3 separate regions of the Mus musculus genome follow, and all the other regions are linked to region 3. A link is a contact called in public Micro-C data. All regions are on one chromosome and are shown on one strand. The core of a region is the stretch at or near the end of the contact, and the rest is flanking DNA. Distances in the headings are between cores, read along the strand shown. Region 1 holds the start of Gata4 (GATA binding protein 4). Region 2 holds the start of Otx2 (orthodenticle homeobox 2). Region 3 holds the start of Fgf9 (fibroblast growth factor 9).

The links. A called contact is a pair of places that touch in the nucleus more often than the background predicts.
Region 1: a Micro-C map of embryonic stem cells shows a contact between it and region 3, with 16 times the contacts expected there. The contact joins the promoter of Gata4 here to the promoter of Fgf9 in region 3. A contact is called at or near these places in 4 of 484 Hi-C or Micro-C datasets (embryonic stem cells and stem cell-derived epiblast-like cells) and 1 of 115 datasets of contacts at active chromatin or transcription factors (embryonic stem cells).
Region 2: a contact with region 3 is called in a Micro-C map of embryonic stem cells, with 34 times the contacts expected there. The contact joins the promoter of Otx2 here to the promoter of Fgf9 in region 3. A contact is called at or near these places in 1 of 39 promoter capture datasets (cranial neural crest) and 2 of 484 Hi-C or Micro-C datasets (both in embryonic stem cells).

Annotation. Positions count from the first base shown.
Region 1 is chr14:63,243,736-63,246,587 of GRCm38.p6, forward strand. It overlaps Gata4 (GATA binding protein 4), which reads right to left and starts at 1,536. Exons shown (of 7, transcript NM_008092.4): 1 at 1,416-1,536.
Region 2 is chr14:48,665,899-48,668,894 of GRCm38.p6, forward strand. Otx2 (orthodenticle homeobox 2) reads right to left here and starts at 1,746. Exons shown (of 5, transcript NM_001286482.1): 1 at 1,530-1,746; 2 at 1,302-1,375.
Region 3 is chr14:58,071,266-58,074,086 of GRCm38.p6, forward strand. It overlaps Fgf9 (fibroblast growth factor 9), which reads left to right and starts at 1,421. Exons shown (of 3, transcript NM_013518.4): 1 at 1,421-2,067. The coding sequence starts at 1,791.

The sequences.
Region 1 (2,852 bases), core at 286-2,785, 5.2 Mb after region 3:
TCCGTTTGGGATCGCAGGCTTGTGGGCAGAAGCTCTCTGAAGTTTCAAATGAGTGATGCTTTAACCTGATGTTGAATTTCTAGAACAATAGAAGGTGGAGAAGATATCCCTCTTTTCTGGAAAGGCCAGAAACCATTCTCCTGGGTGGATTCTTGCCTATCTATGATCTGGGGCCCAGTAACCTCCATCTTTTCACTTAAGTCTAGTCCGGCCTGGCCTAGACTTTTCTCTCTCTTTCAAATCACCCTACAACGTTCATCCCAAGTTCCCCAACAGAAAGAAAATTATTTCTCTTTTCAGGATTTAGTCCACAGCTTTTCTGGAACCTGTTTTTGAGAGTCAGAAAATACACCGCGCTGGAATGTGTCTTTTTACAGGTCTTTCCTTTAGGCTCCCGCGGGTCTCTCCGGTCCCCGCCACACTGAGAATGGTCACTAACCAACTTATACACTAACCCTCCGTAATCTCCCCAGGTAACCTTTCTTTCTTCTAATGTCCGAAGCGTCCTTCCTGGCTGCCTTCCTTTTCCAAAGGTACAGGAAATAAATTCCCGAGGTGCTTCCCAGCAGCGCGGCCTTATTTCCCCGGATCCTTTACTGCCTCGGGTCCCTCACTATCCTCTTCCTTTCAACCGAAAAGCCCCTCTTTCCTTCCACCTGGTGAAAGTTCATCACCCAGACATCTCTTCCCCAAGAGTAACAACTGCCAACTCTCCCGGGTCACATCCAAGCGATAGAATACGTGAATCAGGGGAGCTTGAGCCGACTACCCAAGACTATCCCTGATTTCCGCCGGGGTTTTGGCCCTGGGTCGCTTTCTCCCCGAAAGCGGTGTATGTGGGTAGTATTCAGCAGTGCATAACACACACAATTCCTGAGCCCTAGAGGAGTTTGAGGAGGTTGGACAGAAAGCAGAAGAGATCCGCAAGTTTCCGAGCCTATCTCCAAGGGCCTCCAGCCCTCCCCCAGGTCCCAGGGCTGCCTGCCACTGCCACTCTGCACTCCCTGCGTGGCAGGCTGGAGACACTATCCTATCTGCACCCCAAAGTGTGGGCTATGCGGCCTGTCCAGGGTCAGTCGGTCAGAGAGATTACACGGGCCCTGGCCAGTGGGATGGAAGGCAGAGTTGGAGAATCTGCAAACAGGACGGATTAAAAGGATTCATGTTCCCTCCCAAACAATCCAAACGCACCTCTCCAGCACCCATCAGTTTTTGCTGCTAATCAGTCTCACTTGATTTAATAGTCCTCGCTAGGCCAAAGTCAAAAGCGGAGCAGTTTTTAGCCAATCTGGGGGCACTGGAGTGACCGGCGTCTCCTTTCCCAGCTACCTACCTCCCTATTCCAGGCAAACTAGGGCGGCGGACTTGTGAGTTTCTCCTGCCCCGGAAAAGAGCAGGGACTCGGGGAACCCTACCTGGCCAGCTCCAGTTTCCCAGAAAACCGGCGCGATCTCCGTGAGTCCGCGGAGCTGCAACTGCGGCTGAGCCTCGGGCGGCCACTCTGCGGGCCTCCGGCTTGTCCCCTGCTCCCGGCGCGGTTCCCCGGGCCCCCGCGTAGCGATCGCCTGCGCTGACTGGCCTAAGGGAGTCACGTGCAAGGGCGGGGGCGGGGGAGCCCGGACCCGGCAGCACCTCCGCCCGGCGCCCGCCCGCAGGACTCTTCCCAAAGCTCCCCCAACAGGCAAAGTCCATGCGCGCGGAACTCTCGGGGAAGGAAAGCACTCAGTGCCGGGCGCTCCGTTCTGCCCTCAGTGCAGCCCGACGTCCTTGCGGTTTGCTGCTCTGCCAAGGATCGTGTTTATTCTCCTTCTCTTTCCTCCCTACTCTCAGTGGTCCACGTCCAGCGCCCTGTTCAAGGGGCGGGGCTGGTAGAGGAGAAGGTGACCTCGCACACTGGGCTCATGGTCGCCGGTGGGGCACTGGGTCACCCGGGATGCCTTGCTAGCCTCAGATCTACGGGGCCCTTGAAGTGAGCTCGGGAGAGGGTCAGGAGGCACTAAAACCTGAACTGGCCCTTAAGGTCAGTGCCTAGAGACGCAAGCGCTCTTTTCTCCTTCCCACGAGCCGGTGGAGACTGCAAGGCGCCGAGAACCTCCACCAGCCCAGGAGTTTATGTATTTATACAAAACGCGCACCCCTCGCCGCCGACACTTCTTCCCACTCCTGCGGTCTCCCGTCCCTTCTCATCACTCCCTGTAGCCCTCACCGACTGGGGTCCAATCAAAAGGATGAAGTGGGGGTGGGGAGCCTGGTCTCTAACCTTAGAGCCCATTCAAGGACTGTAGTTCCTTCCCTAGGGTGGGGGTAGGGAGGGTGCCAGACCTTAGTTTGGAGTCGGCGTCAGTGCCTGTAGGCCCTGGCGCAGTGGAGCTGTGAGGGGAGAGTCCCTCAGACAGGTCTAAAGGTTAATAGAGCAATCACAGGGCCCTATTACCGCGTAAAAATAACCCATCGATTACCACAGCCTTCAGCTGCAGATAACAGCTCTCTGGTGGCTCTCGCGCTTTGGGCTAAACTTTTTTTTTTCTTCTTTTAAGCCCTCATTTCTCTCCCCGGCACCGGTTTCCAATACAAGATTAGAGGGGTCAGGAGAGGGCTGGAATACCACCTGGTAAGAACCCTGTGCAGCCCGAGAAGGCTCGGGATGGCACCGGCTCCCGCAGTTCGAGGACTGACTGCAGATTGCTATTGCTATTGCCCCGCCAGTGCAAAAGCAACCCAGGCGCTAGGAACAGGCTGGGACGCCGAGCCAATTGAAAGGGAAAACCCGTGGGACTTTGGCCAACCCGTGGGGATCTCAGGAAAATCCCAGAGGAAGGACTGAGCACGGCTGCGCCGGGGGAATTCTCTTT
Region 2 (2,996 bases), core at 496-2,995, 9.4 Mb before region 3:
CAAAAGACCAAATCGGTTTGGGGCTCTAAGGTTTTCAGATTTTCCAGTGAAATCGGACACTGGCTTTCAATAGTCCCTTGAACGCATCAACACCGCCACTTCTTCGGAGTTTGCCGCGCGAACCGTCGCCCAGGCCGGGTGTCAGCGGGGACCTTCTAATAGTTCGTTTTGGGGGCAGGCCGAGAGCAGGGGCTGGGCCTCGGCGAGCCCCTCCGTATAAGGTCAGCCTTGACCTACGACACTTCATTGTCCCCAAGCCAGAAAAGGCAGTACAGAAGTGCTTAACGGGCCACGATGCTACCCCAGACACAAAACAACTAAGAACTCGAAGTCCTTCCTAGGGAGGGACTCCGGGGTCTCTGACCAGGAGCATCCAGGCGCCCACCCTCAGGTCTGGCTGTCCCAGTTGCGCGCAGAGGCTGAGGCGCGCGTGCCCTGAACCACACTAGCCACAGTCGCCTTTAAAACCTGTCCAACTAGCGGCCTCGGCCTGGCGATCTGGCCCAGAAGCCCCGACTTTCAGTGTACAGTTCTGGGGCTTGGGGGAGCCGCACCCCTAGGGATGGAGAGGAGGAGAGTTGTAAAAGATTCAAGAGCCCTAGCGGCTTTGAGAAGAGGCGGAGAGCAGAGGGGCATTAAGCTTGGGGAGTGAGGACGAGAAACAGGAGCTGAGGCGGCGCGGGAGTAACAAGACGCCAGCGCTGTCGCCTCCTCGGTTATCCGCTCCGATTTCGGCTCCCGTTGCAAACCGAGGAGTCTAGAGGCAGCCCGAGGCCCCCGCCGATAATGGAGAGCCGGCCTTCGGGAGCTCCGTCTTTCGGAAGCGTCCACCTTATTATCTTTGTTTTAATTTACCAACCTAGGTACATTACACAAGCATTATTTTGTCATGGATTCTAAAATACGCCCTTGGAACCAAACCTAAGGACTCCAGCTCAATCTAGGGGCCAAAATGCAAAGCTCGCGAGGAGAAGCCATGAATAGCGTGGGCATAAGAACAAAACCCCTCCCCAACTCCCAGATTAGACTCCTAGGATTTCTGCGACGTTCTTCGGTAGCAGCGACCCCCAGGAGCACGCGCTCTCGCTCCCTCCCACTCCCTCCCTCTTCTACAGATCGTCAAATTTTTTCCTAATGGTCATTATTTCGTCTCAAAATTCTCATTAGAAAAATAAAATACATCGCCCGCCCCCACCCAAGGAAGTTCCACGTCCGCAGAGTTGCACATTGGAGGAGCGGAGGTCACTGCGGACTGGGGGAACACAAAGATATCGCTATAGACAAGACAGACGGACACTTACCTTACAGCCGCATTGGACGTTAGAAAAGAAAAAAAAATCAAATTATCCTTCAAAATTCCAAATAGCCAGCTATCCTAAAAGAAATCAAGAGCATTCAGTTAAAAACCTTGTAGTCTTCACCTTTCCATAAAAAGTCAAACATAACCAGAAAAAAAAAACAATTAAAAGAAAACATAAAATGAAGTGGCCAGAGTTGTAAACAGGCTTGTGTCCGTCTACGATACATACAAAGTAGAGGTGGCGACTGAGCTCCTCTAGCGATTTTTATTTTTTAGTAACAGTGGAGGCTGAGTTGGAGCTGAGGAAGGTTCCGCTCTCAGGGAGATTTGCTGAGAAAGCGCCTCTCTGGCAACTTTTTGACGCAAACTCTCCAACCAATGGCAGGGAGAGAATGATTGACACATCTAAGCCAGAGGGAAAATAATAAAAACACACAACAGGGGGAGGAAAACAGGCCGCTGCTGCACGGGGGGAAGAGCAGGCAACAAATCCAGGCCTCCGACACTACCAGAACGTTCTTTAAAACACTGGGCTACGCTTAAAATATACATTATGGGCCCAAGCATGTGAACTAATTGTATAATTAAAATGATGGACAGGAAGGCCTCCCTCTTCGGTCTTTTCTTCTTCCTTTATACTCCTTCTTATCCTCCTTTTCTTTTTTGTTTTTATTTTAGAGAAAGGATACCAAACAACATAAAGCAGGAAAATATTTAAGTCAAAGCTAGGGGAAGGAGGGAGGGGGTAGTACCCCGTTTTCGATTTCCAACGCTAGCAAAGAATGTGTGGGTCAGAGGCAGAACTCAAACCCAGGCACAGGCTTAAAAACAGGGCTATGTTCTCTTGAAGAGGACCAGACGGCGCTGAGGGAAAAATGGGTGAAGATGAACAAGAGTGGAACTGAGCTGTGAACATGCAGTGTAGGCAGAGAGTCACGCAGCTATGGACTGTCTGAAAACTCCAGCGTCCTCACTGGCTGTTCTTTTACCCCTTAGAATAACCCTTGGTCTCTGGAGTTCTGGCTTTCCAGGCATGTTTTTTCAATTTGATAAGCATAGAGCAAGATACAAAAGAAAACGTGAGCTCCCAAATCTACCGCCAAGGCAGATTTCCGGCCAAGGGAGGGGATACCTCAAATCTCTCCAGCTGAGTATGAGGTGACAAAAAGCCCCCAGTAGAAACAGTTTGTGCTTAAGAACAAACGCCTGGTACTTCAGGCCTGGGAGTTACTAGGGATGGAGGCGCCCTACTCAGAGGCCGAAACTCGGGAGCTGGGATGCTGCAGGGTCAACCAACTCAACTTCTTCTGGTCCAGACTGGTTTTTTTTTTTTTTTTTTTTTAAACAAGAATCAGAGTTTTCTAGAAAAGCAGAAACACGCTGGACAGAATATTAGGGGACGGGGCGGGGGGAGGTGAGGGGCAAACGCTACTGCTGAGTGTGTGAATGGAGGCTGGGAGGGGGAGGGGGGGGGAGGATAGCTTTCCCCTCACAACTCCCAATGCAGAAGGAAAAACAAAACAAAACGAAAAAACCCACCCCTCCCTCACTACCTCAGTCACCGCCACCACTGCTAGTGGGCCCAAAGAAACAGCTCGTTGCCTTTAATTTGGGGACCTATGTTAATGAAGTTGGTAATTAATTCGTCGCTTTGTTGTCGGTTCTTATACTGTATGTGTAATCAAATGTGGCCGTC
Region 3 (2,821 bases), core at 171-2,670:
GCTCCGGCTTCCAAGTCACCCGCGGCAGCGAGCGAGCCCTGAGCAGCGAACAGCGCCCGTGCCCAGCCGGCGGCTCCTGTCTGGCTCTTAGGCTATGCAGAGAGCTTCGGGCCATGGAGCAACCCTGGAACTCGAGCCTTTCACTTCCAGGCAAAGTAGAGCTCAAGGTGGCAAAGCCCGTCCTGAGTAGCTTTGTTTGGGGGCGAGAGAGAACTCATTGGAACCTTCTCCCTGAAGACGCACACTCAGATCTGGGGCGTGAGTCGAACTCAAGGACAGGGGCTGTTTTCAGGCGCCCTGGGTGCCCTTTGCTCCTAGCCGCGGGAACCTGGGGGGAGGCAGGACCCGAACAACTCAAAGATGCGAACCAGAATTCCCTTAACAAACCCGAGTGTGGGCCCACCAGTGTGTGTGTTTTGTGTGTGTGTGTGTGTGTGTGTGTGTGTGTGTGTGTGTGTGTGTGTGAGGGAGAGAGAGAGAGAGAGAGTGAGAGAGAGGGAGAGAGAGAGAGAAGAATCTGACTCACACCCAACTGTCTTACCTGCAATATTGTTTGCGCGTCTGTAAGTCTGGCTGTAGAATGAAAGAGAAACTGCCCTGTCCAACCAAGCTCCCTACACCAACCCTTCCCTCCCAGTCTATTTTATAATGCGACGCAAGGTTACAGAGTCCGCGCGAAAACTGCTTTCTCAGTTCCCCTCTGACCCTGCGTCTCTAGCAAGCTAGATTTCTTGTGGCCGAATGTCTTCGGGCTGCTGCTTCCCGTCTCTGGCACCGCGTCTCCGGCGTCTCTAAAGCCGGGTTTCCTAGGTCGTCCTCCCGGAGAAGTCCCGCGCTCTGCCCGCCTGTGCCCGGCCTGCGGCAGAGCGGCTCGAGCGTCAGGGCGGGCGCTAGGACCGGGCGGAGCGGGGCGGCCGCCGCGCTACCTTAAACCCGGCCCAATGCCGCCGCCTGCGCCACTCTGCGCGCCGGCGGGGGCTGCGCAGGAGGAGCGCTCCGCGGCCACGGCGCTGCGCGGCCCGCGCGGCGACACCTGTTCGCGGCAGCCCGGGCAGCACGCGAGCTCCGGGACGCGGTCCTCGCCCGCCGCTTGCCGCTCGCCTCACTGCAAGCCGCTGGACCTCCGCAGAGCCTCTGCAGCGTTCTGGATACTAGCTTTGGACGCCGAAAGTTTTTTCCCCCTTCTTTTTGTTATATTATCTTTATTTTTTGGAGGAGGGACTGGGAGGAGAGATTTGTCGCCGCCGCCAACGTGAGATTTTTTTTTTCCCCTTGAAGGATTCATGCTGATGTCTGCAGAGTCGGTTAGAGAGTAAAAACAGCGCATGCCTTTCTGGAGTCAGGATCCGTAAATTCTGACGTAGCCCGAGCATCTTAAAAATCCCTGTAATATCGCCCAGGCACTTACGTTGCTATGGTCATTCTGATCTCTAAGCAAATGGAGAAACTACGGATTTTTTTCCCTTATTACGGTCGGATGGGATGAAGACCTTTCTGCCTGCTGAGAGTCGAGGCTCCATATGTAGCGATGCATAGCTGTGTTGATCAATGTCAGTGTGTGAGTATAAAGTGGTGGCTTCTTAGACTATCAGTGGTTTGACCTTGAACCTGTGCCAGAGAAACAGCCGATTACTTTTATTTATGCATCGGATGGATTGAAGAAAAGAACCCTTTTTCCCTCTCTGTCTGCAACTGCGGCAAGGGAGGGGAGTTGGATATACCTCGCCTAGTGTCTCCTGGTTGATACCATCATTATTGTTTATTCTTGTGCTTAAAAGCCGAGTCCTCTGATGGCTCCCTTAGGTGAAGTTGGGAGCTATTTCGGTGTGCAGGACGCGGTACCGTTCGGGAACGTACCGGTGTTGCCGGTGGACAGTCCGGTGTTGCTAAGTGACCACCTGGGTCAGTCCGAAGCAGGGGGGCTGCCCCGGGGCCCCGCAGTCACGGACTTGGATCATTTAAAGGGGATTCTCAGGCGGAGGCAGCTGTACTGCAGGACTGGATTTCATTTAGAGATCTTCCCCAACGGTACTATCCAGGGAACCAGGAAAGACCACAGCCGCTTCGGTAGGTATGCCTTTAACCCCTCACTGTCCACGCGCTGACACGGTCAGATTATTAACTACCAGAAAGGTGGTGGTTAGGCGGGGATGCTCGAAGGGCTATATTCTCATATTCATAACCCCTGCCCCCCACATCTTTGAGTATCTTGCCAGCCCAGGGAGGGGAAAAAGCCTCCGGAATTGCAGATCTGCGTCTGGCATTGGTGCAACTTCACCCTCAGAAGGCCCTTCTTTTCTTTTTCTTCTTCTTTATTTTTCTTAAAGGAGGGTGTGTGAGTGTGAGTATGAATATAACCCAAAGCCCAAGTTTTTTCATTTGATATGTGAGACGATAAGGTTTAAGAAGTTTCTTTTTAAACGGACCCATTTCCATTAGTTTAAAGCTTTAACCACTAAGAACTTTAAACTGCATCCAGTTTCCTGTAGGTAGCTGGTATCTTGCTCAAATTAAGTTTTTTTTTCTCCCTTCCCTTTTCCTCTAATAAGCATTCTGCCTGAATTGTAAATTAAGCGTGTCGTTTATTCCCGGTGGCTGGTCTGAAATCTCTCAGGCAAAGATTGCTGGGTGATCTGGGGGAAGCACTGAAGTCGTGTTTTAGATCCGAAACATCCGGGGCAGAAGCCCCTGGGGAAACTGACCCGAGTGGGGGCGGAAATCCCACTAGGGGTGCCGGCTCTTCCATCCGTTGGTTCCCAACCTCCGCTTTTTAATTTCCACAGCGTGTAGCCTTGTGTGGGTTTCCTGAGTGGCTTTCTGG